Linked DNA regions of Bicyclus anynana: region 1 is linked to region 2. The links are chromatin contacts, called in public Hi-C maps. All regions are on one chromosome and are shown on one strand. The core of a region is the stretch at or near the end of the contact, and the rest is flanking DNA. Distances in the headings are between cores, read along the strand shown.

Region 1 (6,352 bases), core at 299-2,798, 100 kb before region 2:
TGAAAAAAGAAGTTGTATTTTTGAACGTGTGCGAAATTTTTAAATTTTTATATGTATTGTATGTACTAGAGATGCGCCGAGTAACACTTTTACCGAGTAACGAGTACCGAGTTTTATTCGGGTCAATTTTTTTTCAACCGAGTACTCGGCCGATTAATTCAATTCAATTCAAAATTGTTTTTTTCAAGTAGGCTTAGTTTACAAGCACTTTTGAAACGTCAAGTTTGACTATTTGTAGTGACTCTACCACCAGCTCAGAAGGCGCAGTCTCCTGTTGAAAAGAGCAACGAGAAACTCAGTTGTTCTTTTAAATCTTTAATTTTAATTTTATTTAAATTAAATTGAGATTTTCAAAGATTTCATAAATTACTAATAAATACTTTTTGATTAACACTGTTGTTTTAATTATATTATGTACCTAAATAATGCTTTTCTTAAACAAGGTATACTTGGCATTCACCGACCGAGTTATTCGGCCGAGTACGAGTATCAAAAAATTCGCCGAGTACGCCGAGTACCGAGTATCAACCGAGTACTCGGCCCATCTCTAGTATGTACGTACCTAGTTAATGCCATACTTTATATAGCTTGGCAAGTTCTTTGATGACACTCCCATGACATGCGGGCGGCGGGAGGGGAAGGACTGCGCGTGTGTGAAGTCGTACGAGCGGGTCTGAAGTCGTACGAGCGGGTCTGAAGTCGTGCGCGCAGTGCATTGCTACCCCTCTCCTGTACCGTATAGGTAGGTACCTATTTAAAAAGTTTTATTCGTAGTACTTCAGACCTATTTGGAAGCATTAACATTTCTAAACGACCTGTATGACTAGTTTAGTGTTTTGGTTTGAAGTTTTGTATTGAGTAAATTATAAGTAGACTAGGGAGTAGTGATTTTTTTTTCAAAACGTCACGTTACAGAAATTGTTGGCGACCTCTGCTACATGAATAATTTGTATGTACGTCGTGTCCACCGCGAATCGATAGGAAATGGGTCACTACCATCACCAACTGTCATTAAAGAGCATCGTCTTTTTGTGGTGTTTACGGTTTAGTACTTATATTTTTACAAAGAAAATTTTAATGCCATAAAACGAATAGGTACATCGCAGTATCAAAAAATAGAAATGTTACTATATGTGCCCCGTTAAACAAGAAATATAAGTACAGATATATAGTTCGACTAATTCCTATATTTAATGTTATAGTGGGTTCTTAGAAGATGTGTTTTTTGAATTGAAATTATTGTAAAACCAAATAAATATCTCTGAAACATTGTCTTGAAAACTTGGATTCATTGAAAAATTACAATGAATTATTAATATCTGAAAGAGTATAATTTGATAGCTAAAAAGCTAGCTAAAAGCTAAAAAACAGAATCTTGGAATAATATTTTCGAGAGTTGATATTAAAATTGTTTTGGGCAATTATCGGTAATCCTGTATTCTATCTTATTGTGTTTTGAGAGTAAGTGATACTAGGCTCAAAAGGGCTAGAACTCAGAGCCGCTAAACCAGTAATAAAGAGCATCAAGAAAAGAGGAGAGAGAGAAAAATGAAGCATCAAGAAGTGTCCGTGGACTATTGGGCTATGCTGAAGTCGATGTTCACATACGGCGCTCTAGCGGCGCTGTGCTGGATCATGCTACGTCTGTTCCACACCGCCTTCACACTGCCGAGGCGGTTGCGGTCACAGCAGGAGAACATTCAGAACACGTTGAAGGATCTACAGGTTTGTCTTTGTTCTCTTTTTAATTTTAACCCTCGGCAAGAGCGGGGGATGGAGGGTCAACTAACGTCTATACCAGAATGCCATAGAAACGGTCAACTCCGTGAGTTGGCTGTAAATATGGTGCTAGGCTAGGACTGTTACTAACCCGCCCTGCACAGTGCACGAGTGGCGTGGGAAGTAGCGAGGGAATTAAACAGAGATGTCGAGTATTTTGTCGGTTTTGAGCGCGAGTAAATGGACTAGTACGCGCATATTATATTTATGACTCGTAGATAGTGTCGTCACAGGATACATAAGCCGTTTTATGTACCCCGAAACGGGAGCCCTTGCATCGCTACGTTATGACCAGAATATTTGCGTGCGTGTCGGTGAATGGTATTATAATAATAATAATAATAATAATAAAATCCTTTATTCAGTTGAAAAAACGCTCAAAATCACTCAGAGGGCTATGGAACGACCGATGCTTGGAGTTTCTCTGCGCGATCGAATCAGAAATGAGGTGATCCGTAGAAGAACCAAATTCACTGACATAGCTTAGCGAGTCGCGAAGTGGCAATCGGCAGGGCATATAGTTTGAAGAGCCGATGGACGATGGAAACCCAAGGTGCTGGAATGGCGACCCCGCACCGGAAAGCGTAGTACTGGTCACCCACTAGGTGGACTGAAGACCAGTGGCGTAGCGTGCCTTGCTGGGGCCCTATATCAAAATTAGTTGGGAGGTCCGATATGAAGGGTTTCTCACAAAAGAAACAAAAACGTTCGCTGATAATAAATATGACAGTGACCTATTAAGTAGAATGTTTTCAACTTTTACGGCGTTTAACGTTTATTGGCACCCGCTTCCCGGGAAGAAACGGGCCGGGAGGGGGGTAGAGATGCCCCGCTCGCACGACTTCATGCCCGCGCAGTCCTTCCCTCTGCCCCCTGCGCGCTCGACTTCACTAACGTCTATACCAGAATGCCATAGAAACGGTCAACTCCGTGAGTTGGCTGTAAATATGGTGCTAGGCTAGGACTGTTACTAACCCGCCCTGCACAGTGCACGAGTGGCGTGGGAAGTAGCGAGGGAATTAAACAGAGATGTCGAGTATTTTGTCGGTTTTGAGCGCGAGTAAATGGACTAGTACGCGCATATTATATTTATGACTCGTAGATAATGTCGTCACAGGATACATAAGCCGTTTTATGTACCCCGAAACGGGAGCCCTTGCATCGCTACGTTATGACCAGAATATTTGCGTGCGTGTCGGTGAATGGTATTATAATAATAATAATAATAATAATAATAATAAAATCCTTTATTCAGTTGAAAAAACAAAAAAACAAATTAAAAATCAAGAAGAAATTACAAAATATATTATAGTCTGACAACTTCGTTCGTAACACTCCCAATTTGGCGCGCGGGGCGGTGGGCGTGTAGCGATGAATGAAAAACCCACGACTGATGCACGCACGATTTCACACCCGCGCAGTATTTCCACCCCGTCGCCCGCATATCATGGGAGTATTATCAACGAACACTTCGAAGCGTTTGCGATCATAGAAAGAGAATCGACGTGCTACTTGGCTACAGGGGCAGACGCGATGCATTATATTTGGAAGTTTCATTCGGTACCGCGCAGTCCATAGATACATACATGCACTGCTTAAACCGTAAGGGTTCATTATAGATCTGTATTATTTATTAAGTAGGTACGTTTATTAGAAGAGCCGTGATAGCCCAGTGGATATGACCTCTGCCTCCGATTTCGGAGGGTGTGGGTTCGAATCCGGTCCGGGGCATGCACCTCCAATTTTTCAGTTGTGTGCATTTTAAGAAATTAAATATCACGTGTCTCAATCGGTGAAGGAAAACATCGTGAGGAAACCTGCATACCAGAGAATTTCTTAATTCTCTGCGTGTGTAAAGTCTGCCAATCCGCGTTGGGCCAGCGTGGTGGACTATTGGCCTAACCCCTCTCATTTTGAGAGGAGACTCGAGCTCAGCAGTGAGCCGTATATTGGTTGATAACGACGACGTTTATTAGAAATTTTAAGAGTAAAGTAAGTAGGTAGTTACCTAATAATAAAGAGCTTAATAGGTATGTACCAAGAGATAATAATACTAACAATGATATCTTATCGAATCAAGTAGGTAGGTAAGTATAAGATTGCAGTTGTAGTTATAAATATTTACTTAACTACCTACTACTTGTTTTTCCAGATATTTCCTTCGCGATATAGTTCAAAGTCAAAGTCAAAATTAATTTTTTTAAATAGGCTTAGTTTACAAGCTCTTTCACACAAAGGTCGTTAACTATAGAATAACCTCATATTCAATTCATACGAAAATTATCTCTATTTAATTTGAAATTAAATTGTAAATCGATTGGGAACGCGTGGACGACCAGACGACCATGCGGGAACCAAGCGCGCGCGCGTAGGTACATATCGGTGATAAACCGGTCGCCCAAGCAGGGTCAAATAGGATAGGCCTCATAAGTACGCTCAAAATCACTCAGAGGGCTATGGAACGACCGATGCTTGGAGTTTCTCTGCGCGATCGAATCAGAAATGAGGTGATCCGTAGAAGAACCAAATTCACTGACATAGCTTAGCGAGTCGCGAAGTGGCAATCGGCAGGGCATATAGTTTGAAGAGCCGATGGACGATGGAAACCCAAGGTGCTGGAATGGCGACCCCGCACCGGAAAGCGTAGTACTGGTCACCCACTAGGTGGACTGAAGACCAGTGGCGTAGCGTGCCTTGCTGGGGCCCTATATCAAAATTAGTTGGGAGGTCCGATATGAAGGGTTTCTCACAAAAGAAACAAAAACGTTCGCTGATAATAAATATGACAGTGACCTATTAAGTAGAATGTTTTCAACTTTTACGGCGTTTAACGTTTATCGGCACCCGCTTCCCGGGAAGAAACGGGCCGGGAGGGGGGTAGAGATGCCCCGCTCGCACGACTTCATGCCCGCGCAGTCCTTCCCTCTGCCCCCTGCGCGCTCGACTTCACACCCGCACAGTCCGTTCCCCCCGTCGCCCGCATATCATGGGAGTGTCATCAACAAACTTGCCAAGCTATAATAGCGATTGATCCAAACATCATCATGGTACTCTTAGGTATGACTACTCGCATCAGAGCAGCGATGGGTCTGAAAATCCCTCTGTCTTACATATGGATAGGACAGAGTAGTCTTGAGCCTAGTATTGGGCATTAAGACGAAAATAAGTCGACGATGTTTTTTTTTTTAAAAAGAATATTTGCGATATCTTTTTTCTTTCTTTTAATATGACCAATATTCCCATTCCCCTCCAAATAGTCGGGAAAGACTGTGTTAGGAGTGGGTACGACAATAGACCAACGGGGCGGGGATTGAACCACCACCCCTCGGTGATGAGTCCGACCGCTCTTACCGTTGAGCTATTGAGGCTCTTGAATTTCTTTTTTTTGTTTATTCATTACTTGTCATTTAGTTTAGTCCATTTACATTCTCGATAATCCCAGTAGCTTTTACAGTATTTATTGTATTTATTTATTTAACGGATTTAAAAGACCTGGGTCGTTTTGAGCAACGAAATAAGAACCAATTATTTAAATTGTGTAATAAATACTTAATGTTTTTTTTTCAAGGCACGATTTCCGGATCTAAATATAACTGAAGAAGATTTAATCAACGCTGAAAAGGAGTTCGATGAACTAACGAAGGAAAACGAGAAAACTACAGGAAATTCGGAAGAAAACTCGAACCAAAACATACCTGAAATTGTAGAACCTACTGAAGAAACTGAGGAAAACAAAAAAGATATCTAACTAATGACAGTCTTTAATTAATATTTATATAATATAAGTTATGTAGGTAAGGCACAAAATTACTCTTAATAAATAGATTACCTTTTATTCTTTTCTTTCTGTTTGTTTGTTTAAACATATCTGTCACATTGACTGCAGTAGCTTTTAAACCGATTTTGATGCAGTTTTTTGTTTAAAAGCTAACGTGATCAAGACGTTTCATAGCTATCTAAGCATCTAGTATAAAGAACCGATAAGCCAATTCGAAGATGCCGGCGTTTTTCGGCAGAACCAATATCTGATATAAACTTTACCTATTCTAAAAGAACCTCAAAAGGACCCTACTGTTTAGCCCTTTTGAAACTTTAACTTGTTTATATACATACGTAGTGCAGTGTCTTGTTAATAAATCTGTTCCTTACTTTTTACTATCAAGAGCCAATAATAGAACCGGTAGTAGAGTCAGTACCAGACGACAAACTTGACCTTTCAAAAGCTGTGCTTGTTAATGTCTCGCTTGTTGTGGTTTGTTTCGAAAACAGCTTCTGTTCTAGAAAATGGTGTTCAATGATGAACTACCTCTTCAACGGTGGTTTGTGTCGAAAACTTACAAGTGTAGGTACTTGCAAATACACACAACGACTAACAGATGGCGCTAAAGTCTCGTATAGGACAGGAGCCCGTCCGACCGGGCCGTGGAGGCGTGGTCACCAAGCTTTCACCCCGGCTTTAATTTTATTGATCGCCCCTTGCCGAGTGTATCAACACTTTTAGTTACATTTAGTTACAAAAATCTGATTTCGGCGTTCTTATCAACAAAACTGATACACAAGTTGATTAAGCAGA
Region 2 (6,315 bases), core at 1,466-3,965:
CTCCCATCTGTTATTTATTAGTGATAAGAAATAAATGATAGATAATATTCACAGTAACCGCCACAATTTAACTAGGCAACCTATTTGCAATGTTTTTAGAAGTTCCTCGATTACAGGTGGTAATAACTTTCATCATTTATGTTATTGTAGAGGAGAGGTATCCGTATTGGTATAAATAATTGGGTATATAATGACTTGAGCTCAGTTGTTTGTTAGGCAGCGTAGATACCGTCACGCTGCCAGTTAGTTAGTGATTTTGTGCAATAATGTTGTGATATAATTATTGTTTATCATAAATTGTTTAGTGTGGGCATGGAGAACATGTCGGGCAGAGAAGGTGAGTGTTGATGTATTCTAAAGGGATCCCTTAAACCTACTCTCGAGATCACAAGTCCTGGGACCTGCTCGAGGTGTTTCCTCTACCACAGCGTATTGGTAAAATCTCTGTCGCTGCTGCAGCTACCTGTCCCGTGTCAATGTGTCAATCTATACCAATATTATAAAGCTGAAGAGTTTGTTTGTTTGTTTGATTGAATGCGCTAATCTCAGGAACTACTGGTCCGATTTGTAAAATTGTTTTAGTGTTAGATAGCCCATTTATCGAGAAAGGCTATATATTATCCCGATATTCCAACGGGAACGGGAACCACGCGGGTAAAACCGCGCGGCGTCAGCTAGTGTGATAATATATTTTGTTATCCTAAATAAAATATAACAGATGAGGGTTTATATTTCTTATGTCGGATCTCGTACTATACATAAAGGAAGCATTTTTATCAACAAAGTAACATTTCCTGAATACAATCACAATAATACATATTATAGAACCTTGAGCTTCAATATCCGAGTGTTATTAGGACAAATCTGGGTTTATCCTCAATGTGGTATTAGCATTGGCAACCCTAGTTTTATGACTAGGGTAAATAGATTAGGGTTAACGGATTTAGATATAGATGGAATGACAGAATATTGAATTTTTTTAGTATTTTTTTGTAATAATGAAGTAAAACTTCTTATTGTACGCTCGATTTGGGGAATAAGATGATGAATGCACTAAGAAAAGTGTAATCGGGCGAAGCTTTGTAAATGCTGCCATCTATAGGCACAGTGAAACAGTCTTTGTTATTTTAAAGTACCAGTAGATGGCGTTCTTATAGAACACTGAAACAATCCCTTTTGTACTTGTTGCGATGAAGTTATATCTGCGGGTCATAGATGGCGCTATGTTTTTTATTTTTAAAAGATGTTTTACTTCAGTCTTGTATATACATTTTTATGTAATTCGTATACTTATATCTATGTTCGTTATCAACCCATATTCGGCTCACTGCTGAGCTCAAGTCTCCTCTCAGAATGAGAGGGGTTAGGCCAATAGTCCACCACGCTGACCCAGTGCGGATTGGCAGACTTCACACACGCAAAGAACTAAGAAAATTCTCTGGCATGCAGGTTTTCTCACGATGTTTTCCTTCACTTAAATTATATATTTATATCTATGCACCAAAGAGTAAATTAATGATGTAATTTATATTCTGTCAAGTTCTGTTTACTACGCAGGTATATATAGCGCTGATTTTCAGATTTTGGATATTATGCTAACCCTAATTTTAATTTCCAGGAATAGTCTTATGCATGTTGATGCGCGCCGCCCAACGCCGGCAGCGCCGGCTCGCGTTCCACTGCCCCATACACGGGGACTTCTACCCGCTCAGCCCGCAGAGCACTAGGAAATATTCACGTGAGTACATCTCATGTATGCATGAAGGCCTCAAACCTCAGACCAATTATAGAAGGACCTGTATCGCACTCATAGTCACGAACAAAATTGTCTGTCATTTTCTGAGAAAAACGAGCTTAGATTTTTATTTTTTATTTTTATTTCTTAGGGATAGTTAACATTTACATATTTGAAATACATCTTATACTAAATTAGAAGGTTCTGCCTGTTTTTTACAACATTCAACTACACAAAAAAGTATTATACGGAGCTCTTTAACCGACAAACACGATTACAACTATGAAACATCGATACTATAGAGACAGTTTTTATAAATTTACATTAGATCGTTAATCATATTTGACAGAAAAGTAACGCTTAGCGAGCCATTTCCTATACTATAATTGGTCTGAGCTGAATGCTGATGCGTGTCATAGAAACTTTATATACCTTCGCCAAATCTTACACTCAATATGCTAGTAAATATAGCGTAGATAATGCTATGGGTTTAAAGTAGTAAGTAGAAAAATCCCAGGTCCCAAAAATTACAAAGTATCAAGACTAATGGCTTAACACTAGACGCGCCCTTGACTGAAACGTCTCTGGGCAGGGAGAACAACAAGAACGGAGAAGGGGAGTGTTCATCGATTGAATGGAGCTTCTTAACCCTAAATAAATTAGTCTAAGGTCACGAACTCTGATCGGAGATTTTCTTTCTGAAAATCAACCCGATCGACACCTGCTCGGTTAATGCATGGCATGCTAAGATGTTTCGTCTCTACCTTTGACTCCTAATACACGCACCACAATTTAAATTAATAGATTCATTTTCAAATTCCAGGTAGCCCAGGAGGTCTATGGCGCTGGCTGCGCGGCTGGCTCGGCATGATCGAGGAGGGTGAGACACCTCGCTGCCCGCGCTCTACGGAGCCCGCGTCACCGGCGCGCGCCGACGCACCCTGTCCGCCGCCTTTACCCTTCCTAGTGCCTAGCGACTCTGTTGTGTGAGTATCATAGTGATCGGTCAGAGTAGGAGGCATGCTCTAGGGAGAGTTTCCCTGCTGTTTGCACCACGGAGCCCGCGTCGCCGGCACGCGCAGTATGACTGTCATAGTGTTCAGTCGTCGGAATAGGGCGCATGATCGAGGGCGAAACACCCCGCCGCGCGCGCTGTCTCACCCTTCTTAGTGCCTAAAGATTCTGTTGTGTGATTAACAGTGCTGTCCCGTGATTAGTAAAGGACCAGACGAGATTCAATTGTGGCACGCTTCTATATTTTTTTAATACTAATGAAAAACCAAGCAATTGATACACCTTATGGTTAATGGCAAACCATCGACTAGACATATACAGAGCAACATTTCGCAGGATATGTAAGGAATACGTTTTACGGACGTGCTGCAATATGCCCTTCGTTATGACAGCTGCGCAGGTTTTGCAGTTTTGCAAACAGCCATGTCCTTCAAAATGCTAAGCCCGTCATTCTTAGGCAACTACTTTACTTTACCATAGCTTGAGCCATCAGCGCCTGCATTCTGTAAAGTAACAGCGGTGTTTCCATAGCAAGATATGCATAGCAATAGCATAGCAAGAGCAAGCAAGCAAGATTTCCAAGTTTCCATATAAACAAAGTTAAAAATCGAATAAACACGTTATTGGCGAAAGATTCATCGACGAGTGTAAAATAACGGAATCACGGCTAAACACGCTAATGTTACATACCTTTGAATTTGAACCATACCTAATCGCGTAATAATGTCAAGTATGACATACGTTTTAATCGAGAACCTCCATCTTTTTTTTGTCGATAAAAATGCATCTGCTCGCAGCAGAACTATCTTCTCTAAAGCCTAAAAGTTTCTCTAATTACTGCTGTGTGTGTTAACATATCGTATCATTATTTCTTTGCAGAGGAATGGCGTCAGTACTGGGTGCGCCCTTAAGCCCCGAACAGACGTTCGGATCGATCAAGTCGTTAGCGATCTCCAGAGAAGTAGCTAGCTTCCCATTGTCTCGATCACCGACTCCGCCGCCTATGAGGTAAAATATGTATATTAATTTATAATAATAAAGCCATTAGCGTTATTTTTTTTTTGGGATTTTATTTTAATAAAATTGATAACTATGTTAAAGTTGAATAATAACTTCAATAATAAGTATTAGTCATCATGAACAACCCATATTCGGCTCACTGTTGAGCTCGAGTCTCCTCTCAGAATAAGAGGGGTTAGGCTAATAGTCCGCCACGCTGGCCTATGGCCTGGCAGACTTTACACACGTAAAGAAACAAGAAAATTCTCAGTTATGGGGGTTTATTCACGATGTTACCTTGACTATTTGAAACACGTGATACTTAATTTCTTAAAATGCATATAGGCCCTCCGAATCGAAGGCAGGGATCATATTATCTTGGCTATCACGGCTCACTATTAAGTATTAGCAGGTAATATTATTTTACCATCCGCTAGCAAAGCCTACAAATTAATAACGAAATATTACACACTTTTACTATTTAATCATGTGTATTTGTGTTCATTTTCCAGTTGCCCGCCATTCAAGGACGAGTCAAAAGTCGAGAATATTCCAAACTTGGTGCCCCCGCATTCGGATTTCGATTGCGGTCCCACAACTTTCAACTACCGCGTGGTAGAGTGCAAGCTCACCACCACAGACGAGATATCGCGAAGTGCCCCACCTTCCACGGTGTTCAAAGACAATAAGAGACCTGCGACAGTGTGTATAGCTATACCGAATGAAGGTAAAGGTTAAATAAAGAAGACACTTGAAAAGAAGTATAGTTAAACAAATCAGTGTTCAAATTTGGAATGGCTGTCCGTATTATAAGTAATTAACAGGAGACATAGACAAAATATTTTTTTTTTCATACACGCAATATAAGCTCAAATTGTACGGTAAATAACTTGCGTGTTATTTACGTGTGTATGATAAATGAATTTTGTCTAAACTAAAGTTGGACTCAGCTTTGTCGGCCATCATTTAATTTTGAGTTTTAGACTAATACGGTCCGACCAAAATTTGGTTGTCTATTAGTGGCATTTGGTGATCAACGTTCATGATGGAACTTTTGTAATTATGTTATTGAGCAAAGAATTATTATGCTTAGAACTACAATAGTGATGTTAAGTGGAGTCAAAGCTTTGTACGTTTATTGACACTAGTTCTATGCGTAATAATTCTAGTTATTGAGTGTATTTTGTGTGTTTTACTTTGACCGGTTGTCTTAACGACCATTCCATTGATGTGAAAATGGGCAGGGTTATTTTGAAAATACCTAAAATCATATTGAAATGTGTGTTCAAAATCATTAATTGCAGATTATGAAAGGGTTGCATAATTGGGATTTTAAAACTCAAGTCAAAAATCGAAATCTGGATTAAGTGAGTAACTAAAGCTTTTAAACCAAGTTATGTGGCGTTTCATATTTATCTAAATCTCATGTAATAACTTGGAAAAAAATAGGAAACACGCAGAAGAATACCAATTAGTAAATAGGCAACTTCGTAATTCCATATTCGAAACAGTCGGAACTTTATGTCATAGACTCATAGAGCATAGAGTGCGCTATGGACATAACAACAAAATAAACATTGAAACTTCTGCAAGATTTTTGCAGAAGTTTCACATGCCTACTTACTCTATTAAAGGTACATGATATTTTGTAGATCTTTCTTTGATTTCGTTTATATGTGCACCATTTCGTTTATAGTCATCATTATAAATAACATTTTTATAACGTTACAATTAATTCATAATTGAGGATCTAATGAATAAAATAGTATTTTTAATTTTACCATAATAATTTTATATCCTCCCGGTATTTGACATAATAACCCTGAATTAAAATTTTTTTTATCGATAATTTATAAATAATTATACAAAAAACACCAGTTTCGAACCTGCTCAATCACTTTGGTCTTCCGCTATCGCTTATTAATTTCACCACAGTTTATTTATTCGATATAGAAAAGCAATATTTTATTACTTAGACACATCGTTTTTCACAACACACTTAGATACAGCGAAAATAAACACAACGCTCATTGAGTAGTAGCAACTTTTTAAAACAATATTTTTTTTGCTGTCACTTTTAGTTTCACACCATATTAAATTGACACAATATTATAGTTTGAAATAGTCTGTGTAGTGTCTTTGCACCTTAAGTTTCAAGAAATTACTTAATCCCATACCAATAATAATAATTAGGGATGTCCGCTCTCAACTGCGGTTGAAACATGACTGACTCACCCGAGGACCGAGTCGCATCGTATAACCTGTGGGTAGGTTGAAATATACTACCGTCTATAAAACACATTAAAAAAATATTACTAGACTTACAGAAATGAAATAATAAACTTGTGATTTCGAAATAAAACGTTTTAAATATTCAAGTTCAATAGTAATAAAAAGTAAAATATTAAGTCAATATTATTAATTCAAACACTATTAAATTTCACTAACAAATAAAGTCAATTTTATATTACATGCATATTAAATTACGTATTTCAAAATACCTCAAACTCTAATGCCAGTCACACACGGTCAAGTACTCGTAAATCTACAAGTCTGCAACGCGCATG

The links. Hi-C and Micro-C count contacts between places; a contact is called where the count stands out from the background.
Region 1: a Hi-C map of whole larva shows a contact between it and region 2, with 3 times the contacts expected there. The contact joins the promoter of LOC112043449 here to the enhancer-like site in region 2. A contact is called at or near these places in 2 of 2 Hi-C or Micro-C datasets (whole body and whole larva).

Annotation. Positions count from the first base shown.
Region 1 is chr12:3,504,060-3,510,411 of ilBicAnyn1.1, reverse strand. LOC112043449 reads left to right here and starts at 1,548. Exons shown (of 2, transcript XM_024078856.2): 1 at 1,548-1,725; 2 at 5,348-5,595. The coding sequence starts at 1,549. The coding sequence ends at 5,527. LOC112043482 reads left to right here and starts at 6,206. Exons shown (of 7, transcript XM_024078902.2): 1 at 6,206-6,352.
Region 2 is chr12:3,405,686-3,412,000 of ilBicAnyn1.1, reverse strand. LOC112043482 reads left to right here. Exons shown (of 7, transcript XM_024078902.2): 4 at 1,619-1,738; 5 at 2,559-2,721; 6 at 3,629-3,757; 7 at 4,261-6,315. The coding sequence ends at 4,486. Among protein-coding and RNA genes, the nearest start is that of LOC112043483, 16 kb to the right of the region's middle. Within about 2 kb of position 2,715, at least 6 of the 8 cell types and tissues checked have open chromatin away from gene starts, as enhancers often do.